Regions from separate parts of the Macaca mulatta genome. Here region 1 is linked to region 2. The links are chromatin contacts, called in public Hi-C maps. All regions are on one chromosome and are shown on one strand. Each heading gives the region's core, a stretch centred on a gene start, on an enhancer-like site or on the middle of the called end of the contact. The rest is flanking DNA. Distances are from core to core; before and after follow the strand shown.

Region 1 (5,213 bases), core at 1,209-3,708, 92 kb after region 2:
AGCTTAACAGGGACCAGGACTCCAAGAGATTCCCGACAGCCTCACACACACCCCAGCTCACCCTTTCCTTACCCCAATGGCAAACAGTGCCTGGATCTCAAAACACAGTCCCATCACCCAAAACGCCTGATGGTATTTTCATCTAGCACAGAAGTAACGTGTACAATCCCATAGTTTTAATCTTAGCGCTAGAGTCTGACCACAGATTGGGAGCCCCGATGGGTGCTTATCCTTGGCAAGATGAAACAGCAGGAGCACACTGGAGGCTCAGCAAATGGGGCTGGGTTAGCACCATAGAGGAGCCTGGTGGTGAATGATGGGTGCAGCCTCCCATCAAAGCCAGGCAGATTAGAACGGGTGTGGCTCTGCTTCAGCCCCAGATAAAATCCCCATGTAGTTGATTTTCGGTGGCCCACTGATTCACAACTGTCTGTCGCCTCACTTCCTTCTAATTCCTATTCTCACCTGCTGTGACCTGCCCGTTCAGGGCTGCTGGCTAGCAAGCAAACCTGACACTTCTATGGCCTGGGAGCAGCTAGCATATCTCAGGTTTCACAAATGTTGTCATATAACCCCTCCAGAACAGGATCACTGGGGTGGCGGAGAGTGTCCAAGACATAAATCCGTCCCTGCTAACAGCATCCGATCCGGGCGCTACAGATGACTCCGGCTTTTATGCCATCCTCACTGCCCGGCGTGGAGAGAGTACAGGGCAAGGAGGTTACCACCTGAAGCATCTTCCTCCAACTCACAAGCTGTACTTCACAAACACATTGCTCTAGAATGAAAGGAACAAACCACCTCCCATTCCTCACAAGACCATCCTCAACCCAATCCCATTCCAAACACTAACAATCTGCGTTCAGGAAGGAGGAGGGAATGGAGTTTGTTCGGGTGCAGGATACGCGTGAACCACAAGTGCACCCGATAATCACTCAAAAGTTACCTATCCACTCCTCCCTCCCAACTTGTTTTGTATCCCCTACTCGTCTCTAGTTTTCCTCCCCGGTGCAGGTGTGCCCACGCACGTGGCGTGAGGAACTCACCTGCGTCTCCATGGAAGGTGCCCTCCCCATCGTTGGGCCAGATCTGCCCGGTCTTGCGGACGCCCACGATGGTGGCCTCGGACACGACAACTGGGCAGTGCCGGTGCCGCTTATGGCACTGCGGCGTGGGGGGACTGCTGCTCTCGAAGGACTGTTGCGAGTTCTGCGAGGGAGAGCGGCTCTTGTCCCGGAACATGCGGTAGGTGGTGGGGCTTGGGGACACTCGGCTGGACTGGCCGGAGGAGAAGTCCTCCTCGCTGGAGGTGAGGTTCTCGTTGGAGCTGCAGTCCGGGGTATAGCCGCCTCCGCAATCCTCAAAGCTCCGAGGGGAATAGGACCTGCGGGGCCAGGTGAGGCGCTTCTCCTGCTCAGAGGTGCTCTGGCTGCGCAGGAGCGGGCCCTTGCCCTCTCCTTCCATCATGCCCCCGACATAGATGCTCTGGTAGGGCTGGTACTCCAGGGGCGGCCAAGGTGGCCTGCTACCTCCATTGGCGTTGATCAGGTTGTCCTTCAGGAAGCGGGGGTTCAACTCGGCGTCCTCGTAGTCGCCATCAACGCCGCAGCTGCTCTCCGAGCAGCGTCCCCGGTAAGGGGGCCTGGAGGCATCCCCCACGCTCGAGCCCGCGCTGTGCTGGGACTTTTTGCGCTCCATCTGCATGGCCTGGCTGCCCAGGGAGCTGATGCGGTCCGACACCTCTTTGTCGTTGACCTTCACCAAGCCGCGCTCGTGGTGAAACTCGACGTTCACGTAGAAGGGCTTCTCGGCGTCCGCCCCGGACTGGCCATGGCCCTTGCGGATCCGCTCGAAGTTGGACCTTAGCGCCGCCACGCTGGCGGGGGGCCCCCGGTCATCCCGTTCCCCCGACGCGGCGGCCCCGGGCCTGCGGGCGGCCCCGGGCTTGGGCTTACCCGGGGAACCCTCTCCGTCCGGCCGGGCCTCGGGTTCCTCGGCGGGCGGCGGGTCGGCTCCGTCGGCGGGCGCGGGCTGCGGGCGCGGCGCGGGCGCTCGGGGCTCGGAGGCGCCGTCGGGGCCCTGCGCCGCGCGCCGGAAGCCCCATCGCTGCCGGTCATAGCTCTTCTTTTCCTTGGCCAGCAGCGTCTGCAGGTATATCATGCGGAAGCGCTCCTGGTTCACCTCCTGCTCCAGGCGCCGGATAGAGGCCTTGCAGCGCTCCAGCTCCTGCTCGATGTCGCCCACTGAACGCAGTTCCATGCGCGGCGGCTCCGAGTCCGGGAACTGCGCCTTCCACGCCTCCGCGAAGCCCACCGGGTCCACCATGGCGCGGCCGGCCTCACCTGCGCCGCCGGGCTGCGCGCGGCGCCCGTCTCAGCGGCGGCGCGGCGGCCTCGCCAGGCCCGGCCCCGGGCGCCCGGCGGCCCCCATGGCCCCGCGCAGCGGCGGCGGCGAACAATGCCCGCCCACTCCCTAATGGCAGGTGAGGCGGCGCGGGGCGCTAGGCGGCGCGGGGCGCTGGGCACGCGGGGCGGGGCGCGCTGGGGGAAGGGCGCGGGCTGCGCGCGCCGCTATTGTGTGCGGGGCTCCTCCGCACGGCGAGGCGCGCGCGCTGCTCTCTGCTCCGCCAGGCCGCCGCCAGACCCCGGTCGCGGCCCGCGCGCTCCTGGCCTCTCGCTCCCGCACCGCCGCACAGCTCCGCCGCCTCAGCTGCCGCCGCCTCAGTGGGCGCTACGCTCGGCCAGCCCCCTCTCGCCGCACTCCCGCCCTGCCCGCACTCTGCGCCGCAGGAAGGGGAGGGCCGGGGGGCGGTGGCCGCAGCGCGGCTGACGGAGCCAGGCGGGCCTCTTAAAGGGGCCGCGCCGTGGGCACAGGGCGGGGGCCCCCGGAGGGCGGGGGCCCCCGGAGGCGGCTCCCCCATCGAGCCGCCACCCTCCCCCCGTCCCTGTGCCTTTTGGGAAACTGAGGCCCTAACAACGGCGAATTGGACTGTTCAACTCGCAGCCCAGGGGTCCCCCATAAAAAGGACACCGGACTCCCTGGTTCAGAAAGACCTTTCCAACACAGAGGTCCGGGCCAGTTTTGCAGTCCTGAAACAGGAACACTTGGCTCCCCTCCGGCCAGGAGGACTTCTTCTCTGGCCAGTACAGCCGCGTGTCCCCAGGCCCTACCACCTACCTCATGTTCCGGGACAAGAGCTGCTCTCCTTCGCAGAACTCGCAGCAGTCCTCCGACAGAAGCAACCTCCCCCCTCTGCCCCTCACCACGTCGCAGTGCCATAAGCGTCACCGGCACTGCCCGGTTGTCGTGTCTGACTGAGGCCACCATCGTGGGCGTCCGCAAGACCGGGCAGATCTGGCCCAACGATGGGGAGGGCACCTTCCATGGAGACTCAGGTGAGTTCCTCACACCTTACAACCCGGCCTTTCACCAGCCTCAGGGCTGGGCACAACTCACAGAGAGGCCAGGACCAGGCAGGTCACTCAGCGAGGCAGAGAGGACCAGGCTGGGTCGCCAATGCCAGCACCCCTGTTTCAGCGTGCGTCTCACGTTGTGGATCTGCTGTGGGTGACTGCCACACGGGTTTTTCACAGCAGGACGACATGATGTATGATAAATAGGGATTTCTCCCTCAGGTCACTCAGTACCCACACCTGCCTTCCCGTGTGCTAAGCCATGTTTGTCCCCTGGCCTCACCTGAGCTCCAGAGGCCAGTGTAGTTTTTCCAGGACGACCTGACTCAGAACTTCCCTGATTAGCCTCCCTCTAAGGGGGCCAGCCTGCACCGAGGCCCACAGGGCTGGGTGGAAGACAGAACAGCCCAGAGCAGGGAGTGAAACAAAATCTTTGCGGGTTCTCTAGGGACGCAGAGATCTGACACACAGCAGAGAGCACTGTGCAGGGAATCTGATGGGCACAAAATGAAAATACCCAAACCAGCCCGCTGGGTTAGGGGAAAAGGAAACAGGATATGGCAAATGAATGACTGGGCTTGAGTCTTGACCACCTCTCCCTCTCTGCCTCGGTTTCCTTGAAGTGAGAAGAACATCCACCTCCAAGTGCTGTTGTCCCTGTGTGGATGTGAGGGATTTTCATGCCCTCCTCCCAATGCCAGTGTCATCTGGAGCAGACGCTTTGAAGTCCAATCTAAGGGACTCAGCCCAGACTAGTAGCCAGGCCAGCCCTGCTTGGGTTCAGGTCTCCCTGCCAATTCCTGGCTGTGTGATCTCATCAGTGTTTCTCTGAGCCTCAGTTTTGTCATCCGTTCTTCATGTGCCCAATCCTGCTTCCTTTTCCCCTAACCCGACAGGCTGGTTTGGGTATTTTAATTTTGTGCTCATCAGACTCCCTGCTCTCTCTGCCCTGTCTCAGATCTCCCGGCTTCCCTAGAGAACCATCAAAGATTTTGTTTCACTGCCTGCTCTGGGCTGTCCTGTCTTCCACCCAGCACTGTGGGCCACGGTACAAAATGTTGAGAGCACCCTGTGTAAAATGTCCAGATGGGGCAAACATAAAACACACCCGGATAAATGGTGTGTAGGGGTCGTTTCGTGATTGCCTGTTAATATTGGTACCCCTGGAGAATATTCCTGCTGCTGGAAAACCCCTGGGACCCAGTTTCCAGGCCCAGTGGGCGGTGCGCAGCTCACTGCTGCCCTCTGCAGGCCTTGCTAACCTCCTGCCATCCTGGTCCCTTGGACCCAGCGGACCTTCTCATCCCCTTCCCCTTCAGGCTGCAAAATAGCCCATTTTGCAGGTGAAGAAACTGAGATGCAAATGATGCCCTGCCTTTGGAGTAGTGGGGAATAAAGGGGCTGGAATCCCAGTAGTGCCGTACTAAGCAGTGCTCTCATCCTCAGTGGCCTTTTTTCCTTTTTTTTTTTTTTCGAGACGGAGTCTCACACTGTCGCCTAGGCCGGAGTACAGTGGCGCGATCTCTGCTCACCACAACCTCTGCCTCCCGGGTTCAAGCGATTCTCCTGCCTCAGCCTCCCAAGTAGGTGGAATTACAGGCGCCTGCCATCACGCCCAGCTAATCTTTTGTATTTTTAGTAGAAACGAGGTTTCACTATGTTGGCCAGGCTGGTCTTGAACTCCTGACCTCATAATCTACCCACCTTGGCCTCCTGTAGTGCTAGGATTACAGGTGTGAGCCACTGCACCCAGCCCTAGTGGCCTTTTCTTTAAAAAGGGTATGATAAAGGCCAGGCACA
Region 2 (5,426 bases), core at 1,443-3,942:
GGCTGCTGCCTGGAGAGTATGGTGCATGTGGGGTCACCCCTGCAACTGCACCCAGACACCTTCCACACGGGACTGAGTGTGCTGCCAAACTCACCAATCCCAAAAGGCAAGGTCTGCTGAGGACCAGGAGGGGCTCCAGGCCTCAGATCGAGGGTACCCTGCATGCCCCCAGCTCAGCAGGCTGGGCGGACCCAAGCCATCCCCTGCCACGCTCACCTCTCCCTTCTTCACCGTCATGGACTGCCGTCGGGGTGTGATCTCCTCGTTGATGCTGGACAGGAAGTTCTGTGAGATGCGGAGGGCATCCTGCAGCAAGGGGTGGTCGGGGTGGCTGGCAGGAGTATGCTTCAGCAAGTCCTGCCCCAGGAAGAAAGATTCGAGTTAGACACAGAGGAGCACTGACACCTGCCACTGTGTGCAAAGTGCAGACACAAAATGCAGACGGAGCCCAGAGCACCAGCTCCCTCAGTGTCACCACTGCCTCTCTCACATGGGCCTGGGCTTTGTGGACAGAGCTTGTGTGAGCACCGTTCTGGAAGCAGGTCCTAGATGTGTTCCAGCAAACCCACGCTGCATGCACACGGCCAAGAGGGGCTCCTCTTGGATCTAGGGCAGGGTTTCTCAACCTCAGCACTGCTGACATTTTGCGTGGAGTAATTCTTTGTTGAGGGGCAAGAGAGAGCTGTCATTTGCATTACAGAATGTCCAACACCATCCCAGGCCTCTACCCATTAGAGGCCAGTAGCACCCCCTTGGCTGCAGCAATGACAACCAAAAAAGGTCTCAGAACATTGTTGCTGTGTGTGTCTGAGAGGGCAGTTTTGGTCCCAGTCTGGAGGGGCGCTGTGACTCACATGGAGGACCAGCGTGCTCCTTGTCACACGGTCCACAGGCTTGTAGAGTAGAGCTGTGGAGAGAGAGGGGTGGTGAGAGAGACTGCACATGGAGAAGCACACCAGCTGCCTGACCACCCTCGGTGCAAGGGTGAGTGGGGAGGGGGCTGCCCCACCCTCCACAGGCCCCATCTCCCCTGTGCGCAGTGACCAGGGCAAGGCTAGAGCACCCACCTGGAACGCTTTAAGTCCAGGACATTTACTGCATGCAGATTCCAGAGCAGCTGTCAGACCAAAGCCTGCACGGCTGGCTCGGTGACAAGGTGACAACAGCTAAAAAGGCTCAGCACTGCCACTCCTCTAGCCTGAGGTCAGGGAGCCCACCCTGGCAAGGTTGGGCTGGGGAGGGCCCCAATTCTGGAGGGAGACCTGCTCCCTGGCCCAGAGGGTAAGCTGAACAAACCGCTTAGCTGCTCTTACCATCAATCCCGAGACATTTCAGACGCCTGACTCTGAGACAGGCAGAAACCTACTCAGATGCCGACACAACTCTTGGTTTGACAGGTTCCCTGGCGACCTGCCTGCCCGAGGATACCCGAAATCCAGAGGCACGTGAGCCCCACTGCAGTGGGAGCAGCTCCCTGGCATGGCAGGAGCCCTGGCCAGCCTCAGCCACCTGTGCTTCTCCATGATGACAGTGAGCGTGGCCAATCCCAGGCACGGATGCTTACGTGTGTTCTGAGACACGCCTCCCACAACCAGCATAAGGCACACATCGCTATTTTCATTTTGCAGATGGGGAAACTGAGGTTTGGGGCAAAAAGCTCCAGGGCCTGCTGTTCTCTGCAAGTGTAACTATTCACAACACCCTCACAACTAAAGTAAGAAGTGACTGATAATTCCTGATACCACTTTCCCAGCAACTCTGGACTCAATCCCTGCCCAGCCACGTAGAGCCTGTGTTCTGTACAGATTACTTTATGACTAAACTTGTCATCGGCAAAAACAAAATAAAATCCTCTTTACAGCCGGGTGCGGCAGCTCACGCCTGTAATCCCAGCACTTTGGGAGGCCAAGGCACTTGAGGTCAGGAGTTCAAGACCAACCTGACCAATATGGGGGAAACCTCATCTCTATTAAAAATACAAAAATTAGCTGGCCGTGGTGGTGTGTGCCTGTAATCCCAGCTACTTGGGAGGCTGAAGCAGGAGGATCACTTGAACCCAGGAGGCGGAGGTTGCAGTGAACCGAAACTCTGCCTTAAAAAAAAAAAAAAAAAAAAATCCTCCTTACAAGGCCACTGGGGTCAACATGATGACATTTAAGTCAATTTAAGCAGCACCTTGGTGGAGAACTGGTACTGATGGTATCCTTCCCTGCCCTCCCTGAATTGTTCTTTCCTCATCCCCACTCTATTTGAAGAGCAGAACAGGGAAGGCGCCAAGGGGTGACCCAACTGGGCACTGTGTCTGCTTTTCCACGACGCCCCCTCTGCCAGCAGCAGCCTCCCTGACAAGGGCACACAGAGACCTCAGCATGCAGAACTCACTTTCTAGGGAGTTCTTGGTCGTTGGATCCTTGGCATCTTTGTTGCTTCTGGCTCTCAGGTTCTGCAGAGAGAAAAGCACATGTTCGCACAGATGACAGAGCAGCTTTGATGCAGAACGTTCCCCCTTTGGCAGCAGTTTCAGCTTTCCCTCCTCACTGCAACGAACCCCAGGCGCATTCTGAGCCGAGACTGAAATCACAGGGTGTGCAGGGACACACGAGCAAGCCGAGCACGCAGGATGCCCTGGATGCTGCGGTCTACCTGGGACAAGGCTTCTCTGCCAGGGCACCGTTGACATTTTGGGCTACAAATTCTCTAAGCAGCTTTCCTGGGCACCATAGGGTGCTGAGCAGCTGCCCTGGCCTCTACCTATAGGTACAGGAGCATGCCTGCCTTCCTGCTGTTGTGACATCCAAAAATGTCTCCAGGCATTGCCAAGTGTCCCTTGTGAACAAGATCATGCCTGGCTGAGATCCTCTGACACAGAGAATCCTGTAAATGGAGGCCAACAGGAGCACGCTCCTAAACACACGTCACTGTTTTCTTGGGGGCAATTAGACAGCATGCAGGGGGCTGGTGGTTCAGAAGAGCACTCATATTTGGAGACGGCCAGGGCAGGCCCACCACTGCAGACTGACACTGGATTATAACTCCACCTGCCCCCTCCGGATTTGCAAGTGTACTTACTAAAAAATGAGGTGCTAAGATTCCCAGGGCAAAAGCAGGGCTTGTAAGTGAACAGCCTAGGCTGTTTTGATACAACTGCGTTGAAAGCATCACTAGAGAAATGTAGAATAAAAGATCCTGTGTGCCTAAAATCCTCTGGGAAGGAGCTGAGATTAATTTCTGGTACTAAGCTTCTGAACAAAAGCATAAACAGCAGAGACGGAAGAGGTTCTGAGGTTGCTCTGCCAACCTCTTGTGCTGCAGGAAACATCTCAAGACCAAAAGCCAGTGTTTTCCAGCTCACTGGGGCCTAACGCTGCCATGCACTTTGGTACCTTTCCTGAGAGTTTAACAGCCCTCGCAGTGATTTTTCCTCTGTACATCTGACTCAGCAGTTCCCAAAGGGTGTGAGGGGGTGGGAGAGCCACACAAAAGACTGCAAAAACCAGGCGCTGGGCTCACACGAGCCTGGGAGGCGGCCCACGTATCCGTGGACAGTGCTATGCTTGGGAGTTATCTAGGAGCTCCAGGAACACCTGCCTCAAGAAAACTTATGAGTTTGGTTTAACCCTGTATTTCCCAAACTGGCCTGACTCCCAAAGCCCTTTTCATGTAATTCCTATTACCCACTGTCTGGAGAGCTGGTGTTCCATGGAACCAGATCTAATAATGCTGCCCATCTCTCAGGACTGTCCCAGGAGAAGATGGACACTACTCCACTCCTTCCCGTACTTGAGGGTGATCCTCGAACTCCCATGCCTGAGCACTGACCCCCCACACCTCCACAGGGCTTGCTGCTTTCTCTTCCTTGAGTTTGACTCTGCTGTCTTTGGGTGGCTCCAATTCTTCTGGGTCTTTTTTGAAACACCGAGAACCAAAGTGCAAGTCGCCCTGACGGTGCAGGTGCCACAAACCTTCACGGTGGGTCGGTTTGCAGCTGGTCCTGAGCCCCATCCCACTCCCCGCATTTCAGCCACAGCTCAGAATCCACCGGTGCATGGTTGGTGGGACCACCTGATCCCCAGGTGGCGTCCCATGGTGTTTCCTCCCTCCTCTGCAGAAACCTGTCCAGGTGAACTTAAACTTGTCCACCTAACTGTAACCTGCTCTTAAAAAATCAGGTCCCTGATTTGTCAGGGTCACTTGAAATTCGGTGCCATCATTCCAGCTGTTGGGGAGGAGGGTTGCTAGTTTAATGAAAAAGGAAAAGAGTCACGCCTGTAATCCCAGCACTTTGGGAGGCCGAGACGGGCGGATCACGAGGTCAGGAGATCGAGACCATCCTGGCTAACACGGTGAAACCCCGTCTCTACTAAAAAATACAAAAAACTAGCCGGGCGAGGTGGCGGGCGCCTATAGTCCCAGCTACTCGGGAGGCTGAGGCAGGAGAATGGCGTGAACCTGGGAGGCGGAGCTTGCAGTGAGCCGAGATCCGGCCACTGCACTCCAGCCTGGGTGACAGAGCGAGACTCCGTCTCAAAAAAAAAAAAAAAAAAGAAAAAGGAAAAGAGAATAGATTGAATGGTCCAGAGGGAGTCTGGCAGTGGGGAGGGAGCTGCAGCCCCAGATGCATGCAGAGCCTGTTACCAGCAGCACCTGGCGGAGCAGGGTGCCCCACAGACTCTGGAGGAACAGCGCGGCAGGTACTGTCACCACCGGAGACATCAGAGCGAAGCCCGTGATGCTCCATCCTGCAATAAACAATAAGACGGCACAAAGCCTCAGGAACAAAGCCTAGGGGTGACAGCTGAGGGTGTGTCCCAGCAAGGGTGACCGCATTCACTCCCTATTTCTAGTGCGCATGTCTCTTTCTAACCCTGCGGTTCTCACCTGGAGGGCTTTCTCCTCAGAACGCTTGCTGGGTGGGGAAAAGCCAAGCCAGAAGGCAAAGCTACAGCGAGATGGGGGGCTCATGAAGAAGCAAGGGACCCTGAAGAGGAAAACGTTGCCGAGTGGCCACCAGGCAGACAGGCTGGGGAAGGGCAGGAAGAACCCCAGTCTGGAGAGTGCAGACCCAGGGGTGGGGCTGGGTTCTGCCTGAACGGCCCATTCATGGTCTCTGTTTCTGAATGAGTCTTTCGAGGCCCTGGGTGCTAACACTGTATGCTTTGAGGTTTCAGCTTCCTGGGGCTAAATGCAGGCAGGGAGTCAGCAGCCTCTCAGACCCAGGGCCTGGGGTAGTACAGCTCCAACCTGTCGCTTTGCTCCTGCATGTGGGTCTACAAAGCACAGGTGACATGAGCCCTCGCCCCATGGCATTAGCCCCTCAATGCTTCCTCAATGCTCTCAAGGTCTGGCAGGCTAGAAAAGGAAAAGTGGGACACCTCCAGGCTTGCCTCCAGTGCCAGGTACAAAGTCAGCCTCAGGACTCCTGTGGT

What was found. Hi-C and Micro-C count contacts between places; a contact is called where the count stands out from the background.
Region 1: a Hi-C map of fetal cortical plate shows a contact between it and region 2, with 2.3 times the contacts expected there. The contact joins the promoter of BCR here to the enhancer-like site in region 2. A contact is called at or near these places in 8 of 14 Hi-C or Micro-C datasets (CD4 T cells, blood, cortical neurons and 4 more).

What each region holds. Positions count from the first base shown.
Region 1 is chr10:29,414,970-29,420,182 of T2T-MMU8v2.0, forward strand. It overlaps BCR (BCR activator of RhoGEF and GTPase), which reads right to left and starts at 2,459. Exons shown (of 22, transcript XM_077950565.1): 1 at 1,047-2,459. The coding sequence starts at 2,325. It overlaps LOC144331904 (a long non-coding RNA gene), which reads left to right and starts at 2,542. Exons shown (of 2, transcript XR_013399504.1): 1 at 2,542-3,395. LOC144331907 (a long non-coding RNA gene) reads left to right here and starts at 4,428. Exons shown (of 3, transcript XR_013399507.1): 1 at 4,428-4,964.
Region 2 is chr10:29,323,004-29,328,429 of T2T-MMU8v2.0, forward strand. It overlaps BCR (BCR activator of RhoGEF and GTPase), which reads right to left. Exons shown (of 22, transcript XM_077950565.1): 6 at 2,383-2,443; 7 at 855-907; 8 at 217-357. It overlaps LOC144331905 (a long non-coding RNA gene), which reads left to right. Exons shown (of 3, transcript XR_013399505.1): 3 at 1,398-1,534. Among named protein-coding and RNA genes, the nearest start is that of BCR, 92 kb to the right of the region's middle. Within about 2 kb of position 2,693, at least 5 of the 40 cell types and tissues checked have an H3K27ac peak or open chromatin away from gene starts, as enhancers often do. A contact at or near this core is called in fetal cortical plate, where this site is marked.